Linked DNA regions of Sus scrofa: all the other regions are linked to region 3. A link is a contact called in public Hi-C and HiChIP or PLAC-seq data. All regions are on one chromosome and are shown on one strand. Each heading gives the region's core, a stretch centred on a gene start, on an enhancer-like site or on the middle of the called end of the contact. The rest is flanking DNA. Distances are from core to core; before and after follow the strand shown. Region 1 has its middle 49 kb from the start of PHLDA1. Region 2 overlaps PHLDA1 (pleckstrin homology-like domain family A member 1). Region 3 has its middle 26 kb from the start of KRR1.

What was found. A called contact is a pair of places that touch in the nucleus more often than the background predicts. HiChIP or PLAC-seq counts read pairs in DNA pulled down with a chosen protein or histone mark.
Region 1: a contact with region 3 is called in an H3K27ac HiChIP or PLAC-seq map of alveolar macrophages. The contact joins two enhancer-like sites. A contact is called at or near these places in 1 of 47 Hi-C or Micro-C datasets (skeletal muscle) and 1 of 2 datasets of contacts at active chromatin or transcription factors (alveolar macrophages).
Region 2: a contact with region 3 is called in a Hi-C map of embryonic fibroblasts, with 6 times the contacts expected there. The contact joins two enhancer-like sites. A contact is called at or near these places in 17 of 47 Hi-C or Micro-C datasets (adipocytes, adipose tissue, alveolar macrophages and 10 more) and 2 of 2 datasets of contacts at active chromatin or transcription factors (alveolar macrophages and skeletal muscle).

Annotation. Positions count from the first base shown.
Region 1 is chr5:39,268,495-39,271,194 of Sscrofa11.1, forward strand. No RefSeq gene overlaps it. Among named protein-coding and RNA genes, the nearest start is that of PHLDA1, 49 kb to the right of the region's middle. Within about 2 kb of position 1,302, at least 28 of the 83 cell types and tissues checked have an H3K27ac peak or open chromatin away from gene starts, as enhancers often do. A contact at or near this core is called in alveolar macrophages, where this site is marked.
Region 2 is chr5:39,314,423-39,317,122 of Sscrofa11.1, forward strand. It overlaps PHLDA1 (pleckstrin homology-like domain family A member 1), which reads right to left. Exons shown (of 2, transcript XM_021092050.1): 1 at 147-2,700. The coding sequence starts at 1,339. The coding sequence ends at 173. Among named protein-coding and RNA genes, the nearest start is that of PHLDA1, 3.5 kb to the right of the region's middle. Within about 2 kb of position 1,374, at least 71 of the 83 cell types and tissues checked have an H3K27ac peak or open chromatin away from gene starts, as enhancers often do. A contact at or near this core is called in adipose tissue, alveolar macrophages, embryonic fibroblasts and 2 more, where this site is marked.
Region 3 is chr5:38,846,656-38,849,355 of Sscrofa11.1, forward strand. No RefSeq gene overlaps it. Among named protein-coding and RNA genes, the nearest start is that of KRR1, 26 kb to the left of the region's middle. Within about 2 kb of position 1,251, at least 27 of the 83 cell types and tissues checked have an H3K27ac peak or open chromatin away from gene starts, as enhancers often do. A contact at or near this core is called in adipose tissue, alveolar macrophages, embryonic fibroblasts and 2 more, where this site is marked.

The DNA of each region.
Region 1 (2,700 bases), core at 52-2,551, 420 kb after region 3:
AATGAATAGTGTGATGATATAATTGAAATGACATGACTGTTCTCACAGTTGGAGGCAAAGGTGAGGGGGATGAGTAGTCCAAGAACAAGTAAATAGGTACTTTTCATGCCCAGGTTCTACATATTTTAGAACTTTCTGGGCTACTTCCCAGGGAAATTAAAGAATGAGGATGTCATAGGAAGGAGAGGAGGGTTCCTATCATCCACCACTCTACTTGCAGCTCAGAAAACCCAGAATGCAAGAGGTAGGCCGCAGAAAGTTTCGTGCTTATTTTACCTCTTCTCTGTCATTATTTTAAACATGTGTCGTACCAGGAATGTTGTTAGTTCATGACACAGAAAACATAGATAAGCAGTTCTTTGGAATTTGGGGGTGAGGAAGAAAACAGTGCATATACATAACTCCAGCCCAATGTCATCCTGTGGTCATTGCTTAATACAAATGAAAGATATTGTGCCACCAGTAGAAGATAGAAGCGATACTGTTTTAGAAAATAATAACCTTGCAACCAGAGGTGGTCAGAAAAGCAAGGAAGTGATCATCACCAAAGTTAGGATAGTGGTTACTTCTAGGAGGGAGGGAGGGGGTGTGGTCTAGAAGGTCAACAAAGGAGGGGTATCTGGGCTGGCAATGTTCCCTTTCTTGATTGAGGGGTGTTCACTTTGTAAGTATACATTATGCTATATATTTATGTTTTCTATTTGTATATTCTATTTCATAATTTTCAAAAGGTTAAAAAAGGAAAGAAAATAATAACCCTCCCTTTATTGAGGAAAAAACACTTTACTGCAGAGCTTAGCTCTAGTTATTTAAACATCTTTCTCTGTTGATATCTAGGTTCCTTCCATAGATTGTTATTCTGGGAGAAAAAGAGGGTGGATTTTTGAGGAGCCATGAGTAGACTACTGTTAAAGCTCCAGTATAGATGGCATACCAGAGATTTTTTTTAGTACTGGAGTGTGTTGGGAGTATATATTTAAGAGTCCAATTATTCGAGTCAGAATTCAATGGGGCTCCACAAGATACCAGAAAGTTCTACAAAGGTTTGGCAGTGTTCACAAAGCAGTCATCAGACACAAAGACAGGGGATACAAAGGGGGTTATGAAATCATCGAGATAAATACAAAAATTTTTAAAAAGATATTAAGAACTCAGTTCTTCCAGTTCAGGGCATAGCAGAGCCTCAGGGCCTCTCTGTGAAGAAAATCCCTCCTGTGTTTGGCATCTGAGTGACTCACCCAGAAAACCATCCACTGCGTGCAGCAAAAAGGAAATGAATCATGGAAGCTTCTGACCTTTGCCCTTGTCATCCCGGCACAGGGAAGCCACCCACAGACAGTCTCAACAGAGCTGGAGACAGGGCAGTCAAACAAGGCACACAACAATGATGCAGATCTATTGGCAGAGGTCTGGATAACACAGCTCAGGGGGTGAGAATCAGGATAAGCACTGATTTTATGATACCAAAAAACCCTAGCTGTTGAACTGGCATTGAGGACAATTTGGCAGAATCCTGCTGTTTTAGGCAATCATAGGAACTCCTTCCATCAGTAACTGGGTTTGGAATTTGAAGAATTTGCTTGGCTTGCTTAGAAGTAGACCAAACTCATACATGTACGAAAGTTGGAATGAATTTGATGGAATCATTTACATTTAAGAAGATGTGAGTCCAATGTCTGTATTCAGAAAAGCAAAGGGTTTACAAAGATTGGCAGAGGCTGTCCTAATACAACCCAGTACTCCAGGGGGATGATTTCAGTTTTCAACAAAATCAGGATGCCTTCAAAACATTCACCTAAAAGCTAAATATAGTTCATCCAAAAACATGCACAGAGTAGAAGAAGGAAACCTAGGGGAAAAGAAGGAAACTCTTTAATTGCCTATATTACTGAATACAACTTCATGTGGGGATAGTCCATGGAGGTGAGCTGATCTCCCAGTTCTCTGCTCATCCTGCTGGGATGTAGAGTTCAAAGGCATTTCCCTCCATGCCAGGGTGAGCTTTCTAATGGTGGTCTCTCCCCCATATGGGCCTACAAAAGCTTTCTATATTTCTATATTAAGAAATAATATATATATAGAAATATATATTTCTATATTTCCTTATTATAAAAGAATATACCAGCCCTCAAAAGACATCACCCAAGGATTTCCCTGTGGCTCAGCAGGTTAAGGATCTGGTGTTGTGACTGCTGTGGCTAGGGTCACTGCCATGGTGCAGGTTCAGTTCCTGGCCTAAGAACTTCTGCATGCTGTCTGTGGGTTTGGCAAAACAAAAAAACCAACCAACACCCCCCCCCCCCCGCCACATTACCCAAGCCCTTGCCTTCTGGATGAACTAGGCTAAGAAACCCCTTCCCTGGCTAGTTGGGAGGGTGGGAATTAGGCACTTGTATGTCACACAGCTTAATGCAGAGCTCTGATTTGTGCTTGGTAACTCAAGTTGATAGAGGACATGGGATAGCAAATGATGTTCCAGTCACAGCTCAGGAACTGATTGGGGTCTAGAACCTTTCCTCTTCCTTCCATCCCCACCTCCCATTCTAGCCACTTTCCTCACTTTCATATTCTCTCTTCTTACCCACTCCAATGTTATCCTCCTTTATTAAATTAGAGAAAGGAGATTAGTCATTTCTAGGTAGACAGGCAGGACCTCTGGGTCCACATCCTGTTACTGCCTTCAGCATTTACTGATGGAAA
Region 2 (2,700 bases), core at 124-2,623, 470 kb after region 3:
TTTCCACCTCACAGAAAGCTGGATTGATTTCTCATTTTTCCACTCAAGAGCCAAACCTGTGAACAGGTTTCCTACTCCTAACACCCTCAACTCCCCAGACCCACCCCTCCGAAGGGTCCTTAGTACCCAAGTTGCCAGAACCTCACCTTGTCTGGCCCAGGTGCTGCCCTCTTCAGGCAGAGTTGGAGGTGCTGCGGAGAAGCCGGTGACCGTGCGGCTGCGAAAGCGGTTGTTGGTGTGCGTGTGGATGCGGATGCGAGTGTGGATGCGGATACGGGTGCGGGTGCGGATGCGGATGAGGGTGGATCTGCTGCGGCTGAGGCTTGGGTTGTGGCTGGGGCCTGGGTTGGAGCTGTGGCTGGGCTTGGGACTGGGGCTGAGGCTGGGGCTGAGGCTGGGGTTGGGCTTGGGGTTGAAGCTGCGGCTGCGGGGGCTGCTGCTGGACCAGGTGCTGCTGCTTCTGCCGCGTGGACTTGACCGCCAGGATGGCCTGTCGATTCTTGTACTGCACCATCTGCAGCGTGATTTCGGCGTTCCACCCCTGGTCTTGCGGGCACCGAAAGTCGATCTCCTTGCCCTCAGCCATCACCACAGTGAAGTACATATACTTGCCCTTGCGCTCTACGCAGTCCACGGTCTTCATGTTGGAAAAGTGCAATTCCTTGAGCTTGACTGGCGGCTCAAGGCTGGCCACAGCGGGGCCCCCGGATTGGGACGGCTCAACCGACCCCTGACCGGGTTGTTGCTGCTGCTGCTGCTGCTGCTGGTGTTGCAGCTGCTTGGGCGGGATGAGCAGCAGCCCCTCCTCGGTGAGAATGCAGCACTTTTTCTTCCAGAGCTGCAGCAACCCGTCGCTGCGCTTTTCCAACACACCCTCCTTCAGCGCCTTGCAGCCGCTGCTTTCCAACATCCTCCCGGCATAGGGCGAGCCGCCGATCGGCTCGGCCTCTCTACTTCCAGCTGCCCTGGCCGGGGGCAGCAGCAGCAGCCGCGCGCCGTCCTCGCCCCAGCGGCTCCCGCGGCCACCCGCCCGGAGCGCGCAAAAGAGGCTAACGCGCAGGAAGCAGAGAGGCTGTGGCGGCGGCGGCTCGGGGTCGGGGCAGCAAGGTAGCCGCGTCCTGATGCGCCACAAGGTCCCAGAGCTGCGAGCCGCCGGGCCTCTGCCTTCCTCCTGCAAGCGCTCACTGAAGGGCACTGGCCGGGCCCCCTCGCGGCGCTTTTGAATGGACCATCCCCCCCACCCCCGAGTGACACCCAGCGGAAAAGGCGGCTCCTGGCGCCCGCGCCGCGGGGGAAAGCCCAGCTCTGAAAGGCGCTCTGCCGCCGGCGTACGCCTCATTAACTTGGGGCCTTTCCAAAGCCGGCCGCGTCCACGCCCCCCCGCATCCCTCGCTCCGCCTCTCGCCGCCCACTGGCTTCCGCGCTCCTTGGCCGGGATCGCTGCAGGGCCCTGAGCCCCGGAAACTCCTCTCCTCCGCCTGGGGCCACAGCCGCCCGGCGAAGAATGCCGACGCGCAGAGGGTGCTAAGAGGCCATCCCCAGCCCTCCCTCCTCTCCTCCCGGTGGGGCGCTCTGCTAACAGCTTCAGAAAATGTTGGGACTACGAGGGTGGGTACAACTACCAGACACTGTCTAGTATGCCAATCCTCTGCCCTTGGGAACCAGCCCTGGGGATTCGCGCTGGGCTCCAAGATCCCGTAGAGCCCGCGTCCTGGCCCAGGCGAGTTGGGAGGCTGAGGGTGAGGCTCGCGAGCCGAGAAAGAGTGCCCCCCTTCCGTAAAAATCTCAGCGCACAAAGGCAGTGAGGACAGGGTGTCTTCACGCTCATTCGCTTACGGTCACTAACTAGCCCTTCTTGGAGCTGAGTGGCGATACTTGAGGCAATAGCGCTACCGTCTGTCCCGTTTGGAAGAGGTAGGGGAAAGAGACCCACTTGAGACCTCACCTTCCTTTACTCGGGCCAGGAGCTCAGGCAGGAGCCTCTCTTCACCCGTTCGCAAGCTCTCTAAATTCCTTCTTAACCCATCCGTACAGCCTACAGTATCTCACACATATTTGAATGTGAATTTGTAACTCGTCTTACAAACCCAGGAAATGACCCGCATATTTCAAGGCGGTCGAGCCCTCCAAAACCTGCAGGTTGGCCCTGCGGGCCCCTCTTTGCAAACGCCCAACGGTTTAGATCACTTGTGACCTCATTTACCAGTAATGTGGGGAAGGAAATGCTGCACTCGCCCCTAGCTCCCTTCTACTCCGTTTAAACAATTTCTATAAATTCTGGGAAACATAGCAGAATAAAGAGCATAAACTGAGACCAAAGCTCTTGGGGAAATGTATTAAGTACACAGAGAACCCCAACTAGGTAACGATCTTAAAAATATGAAGAACTACACAAATTAAAAAATAAATAGGAACAAATGTCTTAAACATACCTCAGATAGGTAGTGTTTGATAAGTACTTATTGAACACTTATTTGTTCATGACCCTGTTCTAAGTGTTGGGGATAGTGTTTTAACATAATAAAGAAAAAAATGCCAAAAACAAACCAATAAAAAAGAAATCGGGGTGGACAAGTCAGAGTGGCCCAGGTAAGAGGAAAGGCTGCTCCTTGAGCACAAGGACAAAGGGAAAGCTTGGCTCATCTGTAGTTTCATCTGGCTGGAACAAAGAATTCAAAAGGGAGACAGATGAGCTTGCAG
Region 3 (2,700 bases), core at 1-2,500:
TAAGACAAAAAGGCAGAATTTTAGTGAGGAAATTGTGTGTGTGTGTGTGTGTGTGTGCGTGAGTGCGCACACGCACATGAACATACTTCTAACTTGGGTCCCATTTAGGTATTTCTGAGATACATCTATTCACCATCCTCACACCCATGCACACACACACACTTCTAACCCAGGCCCATTTAGGCATTTCTAAGATACATATCTCTTCACTATCCTCACTTTTTGTAAGAACTCCTGATGGACAACAAAAACTCATTATCTGGAAATACAAGCATTAAAAGTAAATACCTAAAACCTTGAAATTCTTGGGTACGGAATTAGAAAAGAATTAGAGTTTTGTCATGAAGCTCATTTTCTTATCGTCCAGTAGGATAAGACCATTATTGCTCATAGTTATTGTTAACAGAGAAGTTAAAAAGCTATTCTCAAAGAGAAAGACATCCCTTTACCTGTACAGTAACTAACTAAATACCCCTGCTATTAACCCAAACTGAAAACAAGGAGGCAAATTTTAATTAAAAATATTTATAGCAAGTGGAATACCAGCTGTTATTTTCTTTCACCACTCATTGAATGTTTTGCAGCTGGCCATAATTCTCTCTTATTTCCATCAGCTTAACCAATAATAACAACTGTTCACTAGGTAAGGGATGTTTTATTATTACCCACATGATATGTAGGAACTGGTAAAGAAATCCTTAATTGAAAAGTTTTCAAAAGAACCACACTTCGGGTCTGAAGAATCATTGTTTAAAGGACTTTTGTTTCTTTAAATAGGTAAAAAAATGCTTTTGACCTCAGAAGTATCTCCATCGTCATAAGGCTCAAACATCTCTACAAATTTCCTAATCTATTGCCTTAAAACTATAAGAACATCTTAGACCACATTAAACAAAACTAGGAAAAACAAAACAGGAAGGGGTATTTGGAGGAGCTAAAGAGTGTACACAAGAATGAATTTGATGCAATAGTTACGGTGTTTCTTGAGATCATGTTCCTAGAGATGTTAGCAACCCTGTTCGTGAATCAAAACACCACTGAGTCAGGGCCTAATCACAGCTTTTTGTTTGTTTGCTTATTTGTTTTGTGTACAAAGTTGCCAGTGTTTCTGTGTCTTGTTAAGACTCTCTCTTCCAGTTAGTGAAAAACAGAAGTCAGATGAGAATTCAATGAAACCAACGGAAGTTGCTTAAACCGATGACACACATCACGAAAAGGAATTTAGCAAATTTAAGACATGCGTTCAGAGAGGAAACATGACTCACTTGAAGGGGATCCACGATAGTGCCTGCTGCTCAGAGCAGTGTTGCCTTGGTATTTATACTCATGTGGAGCAAAACGGATCTGTTAGCATGATTTAATAAGGGAAGGAAAAAATGTTTTCTTCGAGAAAAATGTACAAAACAAGCAAAAATATAAAGAAAGTAGATTCTAACAGAGTTCATGGTCCTGCTGTCAGGGGAGATGGCAGGAAAAAGCTGAACTGAAACTGTGTTCCCATAAGCAGATCAAGCTACCCATAAATGGCACATGCTCCTTTGGTATACTACTTTCTAAACATGTCGCCAGCTTCCACTTACTAGAAACCATTACTTATGGAATTTAATGAGATACCAGAGGTCAAAATCCCTTGTAGTTTCCAAATGTCTCAGACATTAATTTTTTTCTTACTTGATGAACTGATTGAATTTAAAAAGAAAACAAACACTGGAAATGAATAAAGCATTTTTTTCCCCCTAACTTACATGTTCCTTCTAGTCAAAACAGAAAACAATGAAGGATATTTTAAGGTAACTTTCCTTTCCTTTGTATTTAAGTATGATGCTTTTTATGGTAGGAGCCATCCTTTTTTAAACAAAAGGAAGCAGACTATTGTAGAGAAAGATGGAGGAGAGCAAGCCAGAAGCTGGAGACAGAGAATGGAATCACCTGGGTCTGAAGCACAGACTTTTTGATTGTTCTTTTTCTTTTTTCTTTTTTTTGTTTTGTTTTTGTTGCTTGCTGAGCCTGCAGCATGTGGAAGTTCCCAGGCCGGGGATCCAACCCACAACACAACAGTGACAACTCTGAATCCTTAACCTACAGAGCCACATGGGAACTCCATGAAGCAGAGATTTCTTATAACTGCTCTTTCACCTTCACAAAGAACTTGCTCAAGCTCTGAGGTGGTCAGTTGCAATATTTTGACTAAATTTATAGTCAGGAGGCTTTCTCTTTACCTGTCTTTATTTTAAGGAACTTACTTCATTGTCTGTTTACAAGTAACATAAAGGGCTCGATGACTTTAAAGGGTTCTTTCTGTTCTGATTTTCTTCTAAAACATTATTGAGTGCCTTCATCTGACTGGCTATACTAAATGTATGGCAGGCAGAGAAATAGTCAAAAAGCCAAATTTACTTCTAAATGGGTCAGAAACTTCATTTTAAATAGATTAGAACTGGGAGTTCCCGTCGTGGCTCAGTGGTTAACGAATCCGACTAGGAACCATGAGGATGCAGATTCGATCCCTGGCCTTGCTCAGTGGATTAAGGATCCGGTGTTGCTGCGAGCTGTGGTGTAGGTGGCAGACGCGGCTCAGATCCCGCCTTGCTGTGGCTCTGGCGTAGGCTGGCAGCTACAGCTCAGATTCGACCCCTAACCTGGGACTCTCCATATGCCACGGGAGTGGCCCAAGAAATGGCAAAAAAGACAAAAAAAAAA